Regions from separate parts of the Gasterosteus aculeatus genome. Here region 1 is linked to region 2. A link is a contact called in public Hi-C data. All regions are on one chromosome and are shown on one strand. The core of a region is the stretch at or near the end of the contact, and the rest is flanking DNA. Distances in the headings are between cores, read along the strand shown. Region 1 has its middle 23 kb from the start of LOC144404843. Region 2 holds the start of dlc (deltaC).

Evidence for each region. Hi-C and Micro-C count contacts between places; a contact is called where the count stands out from the background.
Region 1: a contact with region 2 is called in a Hi-C map of tail fin, with 4 times the contacts expected there. The contact joins the enhancer-like site here to the promoter of dlc in region 2. A contact is called at or near these places in 2 of 6 Hi-C or Micro-C datasets (tail fin and whole body).

Annotation. Positions count from the first base shown.
Region 1 is chr1:19,367,810-19,372,633 of fGasAcu3.hap1.1, reverse strand. No RefSeq gene overlaps it. Among protein-coding and RNA genes, the nearest start is that of LOC144404843, 23 kb to the right of the region's middle. Within about 2 kb of position 1,788, at least 5 of the 9 cell types and tissues checked have open chromatin away from gene starts, as enhancers often do.
Region 2 is chr1:19,321,031-19,326,075 of fGasAcu3.hap1.1, reverse strand. It overlaps dlc (deltaC), which reads right to left and starts at 2,606. Exons shown (of 10, transcript XM_040199348.2): 1 at 2,284-2,606; 2 at 1,632-1,883; 3 at 1,345-1,405; 4 at 695-952. The coding sequence starts at 2,334.

The sequences.
Region 1 (4,824 bases), core at 539-3,038, 47 kb before region 2:
CTACTTGCTTAACAAGACAAGAGACACACAGTTATACATGTAAGTAAGCAGAGGGAGGATCCGATAGAAGAAGACTTGATTCTTCCCGTTTGTTCTGCTTTGTTTAGCATTCCTCAGTGTGTTTACAGACTCCTGATTTGTCAATATAATTTATTAGCAATGCTTTGATTGTTTGCACAAACAGGGCAGAGTGTGTGTGTGTGTGTGTGTTCATCTCTCTATTTATAATCCAGTTATTCTTGCTTCGCTGAAAGAGATTAGAGAGCAGATCACAAAGAACACAACTCAGAGCTATGTAAAATTCAGTTCACTTAAAAGTGGCAATCTGTCAACACTACGGCATCATTATTTTTTTTCACACTGGTTTTTGTCATGAATCACCCAAATCAAATATATGATTGCATTTTTTTCTTTCTTCTGCATTGTGCATCGTAACCCTTTCAAAAAACACGCTATTGTGTACAATAGCACCGGTCCTTGGTCCGAACAACGAAAGCAAACCGTTTTATTCCTGCAAGTGCACTCGGAGGACCAAGTTAAATCAACACAAAGGTCTCTTCAGAAAGAGCTAAATCAGCTTTAGCCGGCAATGGGCTAAAGTCAGCCGCTGTTATGGTGAGATCCTCTTGAATCGAACACAACATCTAAACAATTGGATCGTAGAAGGAGACAGGAGTTGGCGTTGGTGGAGTTAATGTACTCGTATCATGCAGAGTTTTTTATAAGCGCTTTTTTATGAGTGCTTTGAACAGACAAGTCACTCTTCCTGCAGAAGAAGCTGCCGTGTTATATGGCGTGACTATGTCCAATCATCACCTCCTCTTGTATCGCTATAAAACACTCACGCTGACATCGATCCAGCGCTTACACGTCGAAAACCGAAAATCTCCTCAACACCTTGCAACATCCATAAAGAGCATCACAGTTTAAACCCGGGGTGTCAAACATACGGATCCGGCCCGCCGGCGGGTCCAGTGCGGCTCGCCGGATGACTTTGTGGTTGTGTAAGCCTGCTATTCCTAAAAAGTCCACTGGGGGTCGCACTCCGAGTGAGTGCATGCGTTAGACCAGGAGGATCGATGACAGCGTTCCTTCAGCCAACCCCCGTCGACCAGACCATTATTATCCTGGTCCAGCCCGCGTGACATCTAAGTGTATAGACAGTAGACAGTATGTGGCTGCCTACCTAAAATGAGTTTGACACCCCTGGTCTAAGCTCTACCATCATGTGTGCGCAGAGTGTTCAAATGAAATGCATAATCAAGGATGTCCTATAATTCCATACATTCAGTATTTTGGAAAACGTTCAGAATGTAAAATACATTTAATTAGAATGCCCTGCAGGATTGTTAAGGCATGGGTTTGATGCAGCCTCCCAAGTGCATTGCTATTACACATGTCCATTGTGCTACCTTAATTAAACCACATAAAGATGACACCAGGCTACTACCAATTTACCACACACAAATGGGGCGGTTGGTTTACAATTTGTATTCTGACAATGAAGGAATGTTTCCATCATCTTGGTGCAGTACCCCCCTTTTAAAACTCACCCCATATTATGCCTAATGGTCAGAAAGCTTGTTAAATGACACTCAAATCAAATTAATTGCAGTCAAAGTATTATGGTATTGTGTAAACAGAAAAAGTTTCCTCACTGAAGGGACTATTCAACTGAACTTAAAAAATAAAGAAGGAAGAGGAAACGCTGCAGAGGATCAGATTATCATCCTCGACTGATAAAGCAACTGCCGTAAGTGTGTGTGTGTGTGTGTGTGTGGGCGTGCGCGCGTGGGTGCGCGTTTGCATGTGCGGAAAGTCATAACAGGAAAAACACATGGCAGAGACATCAGCAAGCTGTAAATCAGCAAGTTGAAAGATATGACTTCTGTTTTCATTTTCAAAGTGTGTCAGAGCAGCAGTAATAACATCCTTGCTTATCTCATCCCTCTTCTCCACTCTGCTGCTCTGCAAATACATTCACATGTTCTTGCAATTTTGAAATCAAGATTGTTTTTTATAAACAAACAAAAGCAATTTTGGCCATCTAATGAAAGGAGTATTGAAAGCAATCTGCAGTGCGTGCAGCAGAACATATGATATCGTCTTTTTTAATCAAAACTGTGTGCCTATGTTACATGAAATGTAGCACGACGGCCGACACTTGGCCTTGGACCTGAGGCAGAGTTTAGCACTATGCGATGCTGTCTGGTAAACACACTGCTTTCTAACTTGTAGTCTTCAGTGCCAACTGAGGCTGACTCAAGTGACATCACATCAGACTCATGCATATCCTCTTGTCTATGTCACTCTATTCGTGAGCAATTACAGACTAGATTGGGGTGTGACATTTAAAAATGGTCAATGTGCTACAGCAAACTTTTGAAAAGTTAAACTCATCGATCTGCATAAATAGTTATGATTATTGATTATCTGGTACTTTGCATTAATAAAGTAGACAATAACAAACATTTTCCAACACATGATGATTTAATGAAGTTGTCACAGTGACATGACATTTTGTAGTTTCCTGCCTCTCGTTGTACCTCGTTTAGCTTCACTTTCTGCTCTGTTGTGTCTCTCCTGTGATTGTCTGCCATGTTCCTGATTTTCTTCCTTTTGTCCAGTCACCGTCACCTCGTCTCTTGTTGGTCTCGTTGAGTTTTTGGTTTGTGTTTATTATTGCTATTGAATGTAGATGGGTGTCAGCCCTATTTTTTAAGTTTATTAGTTCATGTTGCAGGTCATAAGGCACCACCCTTCTGTGTGGTTCTACGGTCTACTTTGTTTTAGTTTCAGTTTGGAATTTGGACTATGGATGGATTTATGTCATCCATTGGAATGCTCTGCGTAATTCATTTTTCTTGTTTCCAGATAACCAAAGATAACTTTCCCAGTCTGCACATGTACATTATATTAGATATCTAATCTAGCCGGCCCGAACTCCGTCTCTCTCCGCATCCTGAAGCATTGTGCTGACCAGCTGTCTCCGGTGTTCACTAACATCTTCAACACCTCCTTGGAGACATGCCACGTACTAGCCTGCTTCAAGGCCTTCACCATCATCCCTGTTCCCAAGAAGCCCAGGATCACAGGACTCAATGACTACAGATAGATGTAGATACACACAGAATATGTCCCTTCCTCACTCAGAAGGCAGCGCAGGTACTGATTCAGGCTCTTGTCATCTCCCGCCTGGACTACTGCAACTCCCTCCTGGCTGGTCTCCCTGCTACCGCCATTCGACCTCTGCAGCTCATCCAGAATGCAGCAGCTCGACTGGTCTTCAACCTTCCGAAATTCTCCCACACTACTCCACTCCTCCGCTCTCTTCACTGGCTACCGGTGGCTGCCCGCATCCAGTTCAAAACATTGGTGCTCACGTACCATGCTGTGAATAGATCGGGTCCAGCTTACATACAGGACATGGTCAAACCCTACATCCCGACCCGCACTCTCCGCTCTGCAAAACTGCTTGTCCCTCCCTCACTGAGAGCAAAACACTCGACTAGATCACGACTCTTTACTGTCCTTGCTCCGAAATGGTGGAACGAGCTCTCTGAAGACACCAGGACCGCAGAGAGCCTTCACATCTTCCGCCGCAAACTAAAGACACACCTCTTCAGACTCTACCTCGACTAAAAGACTAACAAACAAATTGTAGCACTTAAATTGTACTTGTAACGCCACTTATCTATAGCAAAAAAAATGTCCCTATGGTTGAATGCACTTTTTGTATTGGGGCCAACAGGTCTGTAGATGATGCTGTCAACATGACCCTCCACTGCATCCTCCAGCATCTGGACTCCCCAGGAACCTACGCTAGGATCCTGTTTGTGTACTTCAGCTCTGCCTTCAACACCATCATCCCGTCTCTGCTGCAGGACAAACTCCCCCAGCTGCACGTGCCCGGCTCCACCTGGAAGTGGATCACAGACTTCCTGTCCATTAGGAAGCAGCACGTGAAGCTGGGGTAACATGTCTCAGCCTCCCGGACCATCAGCACCGGTTCCCCCCAAGGCTGCGTTCTTTTCCCTCTGCTCTTCTCCCGTCCGTCAAGCTCCTGAAGTTTGCAGCTGACACCACCCTCATTGCACTGATCTCTGGTGGGGATGAGTCCGCCTACAGGTGGAAGTTGACCATTTGGTGTCGTGGTGCAGCCAGAACAACCTGGAGCTCAACGCTCTAAGGACAGTGGAGATGGTTGTGGATTTCAGGAAGAACAGAGCCCCACCCTCCCCCATCACCCTAGGTGACTCCCCCCCGTCACCCTCGTCTTTAATTCCTTCCGTTCACCCAGGACCTCAAGTGGGAGCTGAACATCAACTCCATCACCAAGAAGGCTCAGCAGAGGATGTTCTTCCTGAGCCAGCTGAAGAAATTCAACCAGGCAAAGACGATGATGGTGCACTTTTACAAGGCCGTCATCAAGTCCATCCTCTGCTCCTCCATCACCGTCTGGTACGCTGCAGCCACAGCCAAGGACAAGGGCAGGCTGCAGCGCGTCATCCGCTCTGCAGAGAGGGTGATCGGCTGCAATCTGCCGTCTCTTCAGGACTTGTTCGCTTCTAGGACCCTTAAGCGAGCTAAAAAAAGATTGTAGCCGACCCCTCACCCCGGACAAAAACTTTTTGTGCCTGGCAGGAGGGTGAGGTCCATCAGGACTAAGACGATGGACACATAAACAGTTTCTTCCCGTCAGCAGTCAGGCTCATCAACAGAGCCCGGTCCCCCACTTACTGACACTGTCATTCCACCGGTCACTTTCACTTGTCACTTTCTGTTCGCTTGTGCACTTTATTATTTTTTTTAATTTCTAAATAT
Region 2 (5,045 bases), core at 1,357-3,856:
TGCCTTTGAGGACTCTCTCTTGGAGTTGACCCCTTTTATCAGTTATGCGCATCAGGCTTTACATCAGGGGGATTCAACTAAAATTTAAAGAGGTCCAGTTAGAGAAAAGTCCGGAAGATCATAAACTATTTAGTGTGATTAAGTAGAGCGATACAGTTGTATCAACATCTGCATGTAATCAATACACGACTGACGATTCAAACGAATTCAGTACGATTAAAAAACTCAATTGACAATATTTAGTGTCGCGTAACAAAGAACTGAACATCTATGTATGACTGCAAATATAAATATTGTTTACTTCAATTCAGAAAAATAAAATAAAGGGAAGAAATCTTTAAACATTCCAGAATATTCCATTTTCGGTTTCACATTTGGACCCGCACAGACTTGATTGGTCAAGTGGGAACATGTGGGATGTCTTAACTCGAATCCAAATGGTTTTGGCTTTAAGCCAGTAACGTAAAGACTACCAAAGCTGCGCCGGTTGAAAAGTGCCCCGTCAGGTTTTAAATCACACCCGTCGATATTAGCTTTAGGTCAGGGACGGATGGGACGGCTTCTGGGTCCGGATTTGGACCGCGGCCCACCAGTTAGTGACCTCTGATCTGGATGTTGAAAAGAACTGCATTTTCAAATGGCTTTGATCTGACACCACATCATTTGGTTACATTGAGTCGTTGTCCGCACTCACGGTGAGAGCAGTACACGCCCGTCCAGCCCCCCAAGCAGCGGCGGCCTCCGTTGTCGTCGCAGGTGTAGTGGCCGAAGGTGTCGTTGCGGGGCCGGCAGTAGGACGAGCAAGCGTTGCCGTGGTAGTACTCATTACACACTAAGTGGTAGGAGTAGTTAAGCTCGCTCTGGTTGCCAAACTGCACGCCCTGGGACCAGTCTTCCCCAACTCTTAGTCTGTGGCGGGTCGCCAGCCGACTGATGAGGTTATTCTGGTTTTCTGGATGAGCGAGGGAAGAGATGGAGAGACTTTGATGTCTTGTGACAGATGAGGAATTATTCTAAAAGAAATAAGTTGACACTGTTTAAATGTTACACAATCACTCTCATATTATATTATATTCCGTGGGGAAATAAATGTTGGTCTGTAATGACTTTACAGTGACCTGATGCTCTCTGCTTTGTAATAAAAAACTTCTAGTGCGTTAAAAATGGATAATGGAAAGTTTATAGTATTATCTACCTTCTATCGTGCTAGAAGATGAAACATGAGGAGAAATATAAGAATTTACTCTTCAAACAAGGACTCCTGCATTACCGTCTAATCAAACGTCAACACGCTTCTCTATTGGCTGCGCTGACGCCCCCCTGTGGTGAAGAACCAGCAGTTACCTGTAGAGTCCAGACCTGAAGACTCCGCGTTCCAAGCTTCAATGATCAGCGCGAAAGTCTCCTGAATGAGTTGGGAAGGCTTAGTCAATGGTGTAATCTAATATGTGAGCGATTATTGACCATGACCACGTTTAAATAAGTTCAATTTCGTACATTTTATACACAAGAAGCTGTCAGTATTTATTATAGAAGCGTTCTGTAAAGAATGTTGGGAAGCACATAGATTAGCGCAGCACTTGTTAAAGTTATGACTTTGTTAGACAAACCCTTAGATGTGAGTCACCTACCGGCCACTTGAAGCTGATGTCCACCTTGACGGGCGCGCTCGCGGATATGGATTTGGGGTCCGCGCCGAAGATCTCCGTGAACGCGATTCCGTACGTGCAGGGCGGCTCCGGTTTGGTATCGTCCTGCGAGTCCTGCGAGTGCTTGAGGCACACGCGGAAAAAGATCTGGCAGTCCTGGGTCTGGAACTGACAGACGCTGCGCGCGCTGGTGAAGGAGTTGATCTTCAGCTCGAAGACCGCCGAGGAAAAGATCTGATAAGGGGCACGGAGAGGAAAATAAAACTTCATTATGCCAAGAAATAAAAGATAAGTGGTAACCTACGGAATGAATGAGCATAGATACAGTACAGGTTCACTCGCCCTAACTTTGCAAAACATGTAACGTTTTCTTATTCCCGCAGATAACTATTATATATATATATGACGTCAGACTGTCCGGACTGTATAATTGACCAGTTACATAGATGCAAACATCTGATGTTTGCTTTTTTGTAATCCAAAAACAACCAAGTCAAATGAAGTAAATGTGTAAAAGCGGCTCGGCGTGCTGTGCGTATTGACGCACATCGTCCGACCTGTCCGCATTCTGCGCAGTGCCTGCGAGAGAAAACTAGAGCTGAATTGGTGCGTGTGTGCTGTCAGTGCGACTCACCGTCTGCGCCGATACGAACAGCAGGAGACACGGCAGTAAGGAGCGCGCCATGGCTCCGGGGGGCACAGCTCCGGAGGTCCGAGGAAGAGGTCGGATAAACGCGTAAAATCCACACCGGGTCCGAGGGAGACGGCGCGGAAGAGATACAACGTTCAGACGCTGCGGGAACAAATCCAGAAATACCCAGAGGGCTAAAAGTCAGCCCGTGCGCGTGTCAGCGGGCTGAATGAGGAGATCAAAAGGTATAACACGTAGAGAAGAGTTCCGCTATGCTGCTGAACTCTGGACTGTGCCAGCAGCGCTTGCTCCTCCTGCTTTATACCCAGGAGCAACAGGAAGAGGGCAGGGGGGTTGGGGAGGGGGTGGGGGCGCTGCAAAAAATATCCACCTGAGAAACAAGTTCTCGTCCACCGTTGAGGTGAAGGAACTCGGTTCCGTCAAATCGAAACTGTCCCTCTTTTCTCCTCCGACATTTACTGCGGCGGAACTTCCTGCCCGACGGGCTCGTGTCGCCGCTCCTCAGGTGCGGCAGATCCGCAGCGGGACCCCGCGCACCCAGCGGCTCTACTTTATCCCCCCCGGACTTCGACCTGCAGAGCCGTGAACCGAGGCCACTGCGACGCTATTCAAAAGTTTCTGCAGGTTGCATTTCAGACTTTGACCTTCTAAATGTATACATGCGATATGTATTGTCTACATCCAGTTGGAACCAACTGTGATTGAGGGTGTGTCCCGGTAGACTAAAGTCAGGAGTGAGGGGTGTTTCTTTCAGTGTGGAGGAGTCTTGCATTGGGGGAGGCGGGGAGTGTGTGTGTGTGTGTGAGAGTGTTGGAGGGGAGTGGGGGTGGGGGGGTCAAGCTTTGATTCGCTGTCAGCGCCAAGGAGACAATTACAGCGGCAATGGGACAAACTGTCGGGCGGCAGCTGCAGCAGCCTGAGCGGCCAAACGCACCTTTTACTGCGTCCCGCGGCCAAACGGAGAGCGTTCACACGCACGCGCACACACACACACACACGCACGCACACAATTACTATTGCATTCACCAAATCCATGTCAGAAACCTTTGGAAATATTACTGCCATGAAGTAAATCGATAAACACAAAAACAAGAAATATATTTTAGTGTAGCGCCTACACGGATACATACACACATACGCACAGACAATTGGGTGTCAGCTGCATGGACATCATTAACAGGGCCATTTACAAACTGTGATGTATGTGAACACATTATTTAAGTGAATGAACTTTGAGTCCACTTCCACCTGGTTTCCATATTTAGTTGGTTTACACTACATTTTAGAGTAAAACCTCTTTTGACATGATATGACATGTACAATAGTCAAATTCTTTGACGTCCCGATTGTGGACGTGATCCTGCTTTAACTGTTAAAGCAGGATCAGATGCACTCATGTAAACCTGATGCTAGATCTTGGACACCAATCAGTATTTGGGAGTTAAAAAGTTATTGGTCTGGTCAAAACATAAACAAACCGTCATGATGGAAGATTTAATGGGAGCACAAGTTGTCAGTGCTCTCTGGTGGAAAAATAGTTAGGCTTTTCTGGTTGTTATTGGTTGACTGATGCATTTTTGTCTGAAGTAAAACTGGTTCATCAACATAATAGACCTTTATCCTACTTCCATATTTGTATGACAATGTAACAAAAAACCCTCACCTGACCACAGTTTCAGAAGGTTCAGTGAAAACTTTGACATGAATGAGAGAAACTGAATGTTCACTGTTAGGAAGTGAAAAAAACCTCTGCACCTCCATATCTGTAGCCGTGGTAACAGGCTCTGTACCCTGACCTGCTCGCTTGCAACTTTTCTTCAACACACCCTGGGTTTTTTCCGTCCCCTTCGTCCTTGTTTATTCAGTCCCTATCAAAGTCACTCATTAGAGAAGGTTTGGATTTAATTTTGATGTCAAATATCACTGATGGAACATAATTCCCATAACATGGCAGACTTCATGTTGATATTTTCAGGTGTGCAGCTGGAGAATGTAGTTTTTGTAGTACCTGGTCTCTGCGTGGTGGGTGTGTTTTAACAGCATTTAGCTGTATATGTTGAAGCAGCTGAAATAAAGCCACTGGATGGTGCTTCGCCACAAGATACCATTAAAAACCCACAGTATTTTAACTTTTGAATTACCAAACAAGGTATTAATAGGTATTACAGTGAAATATGTCTTGGATATATTTTTTCAATGGTCTTCATTTGCTGAGTCTATTTAAAATATAAAGCCTACTACACATCACGTCTCAGAGATCAGCTCTGAGTTTGCGCAACCAGCGTCTCCGGCGTCTAATATGAAAGTAACACTATAAATAAAGCCGCCCACAGTAAGATAAGGGTGGCAAGTAGGCTACATACAGTTTGTCTGTTTGTGTGTGTGTGTGTGTGTGTGTGTGTGTGTGTGTGTGTGTGTGTGTGTGTGTGTGTGTGTGCAAACTGCTTTTTTCTTAGCACTCGCCACCCGCCTTGCCCGTTATTGTTATTTTAATAAGGACCGCGCGTGCCCCCATTGTCCCCCCCCCCCCCTCCCTCTTCATTCTAACCCCACCCATGGCACGAGGCACGCTTCATACACACACACACACACATGCATAAACGTACACACACACGCAGACACACGCACACACCAAGCCGTCTATTGTCACCCTGTTTGTATTCAGACGCGTGTTGTGTGCGTGTGTCTCTGGCGGCTTAAAACAAAAGCAGCAACATTGATGAACGATAGGATATAAGCCGGCA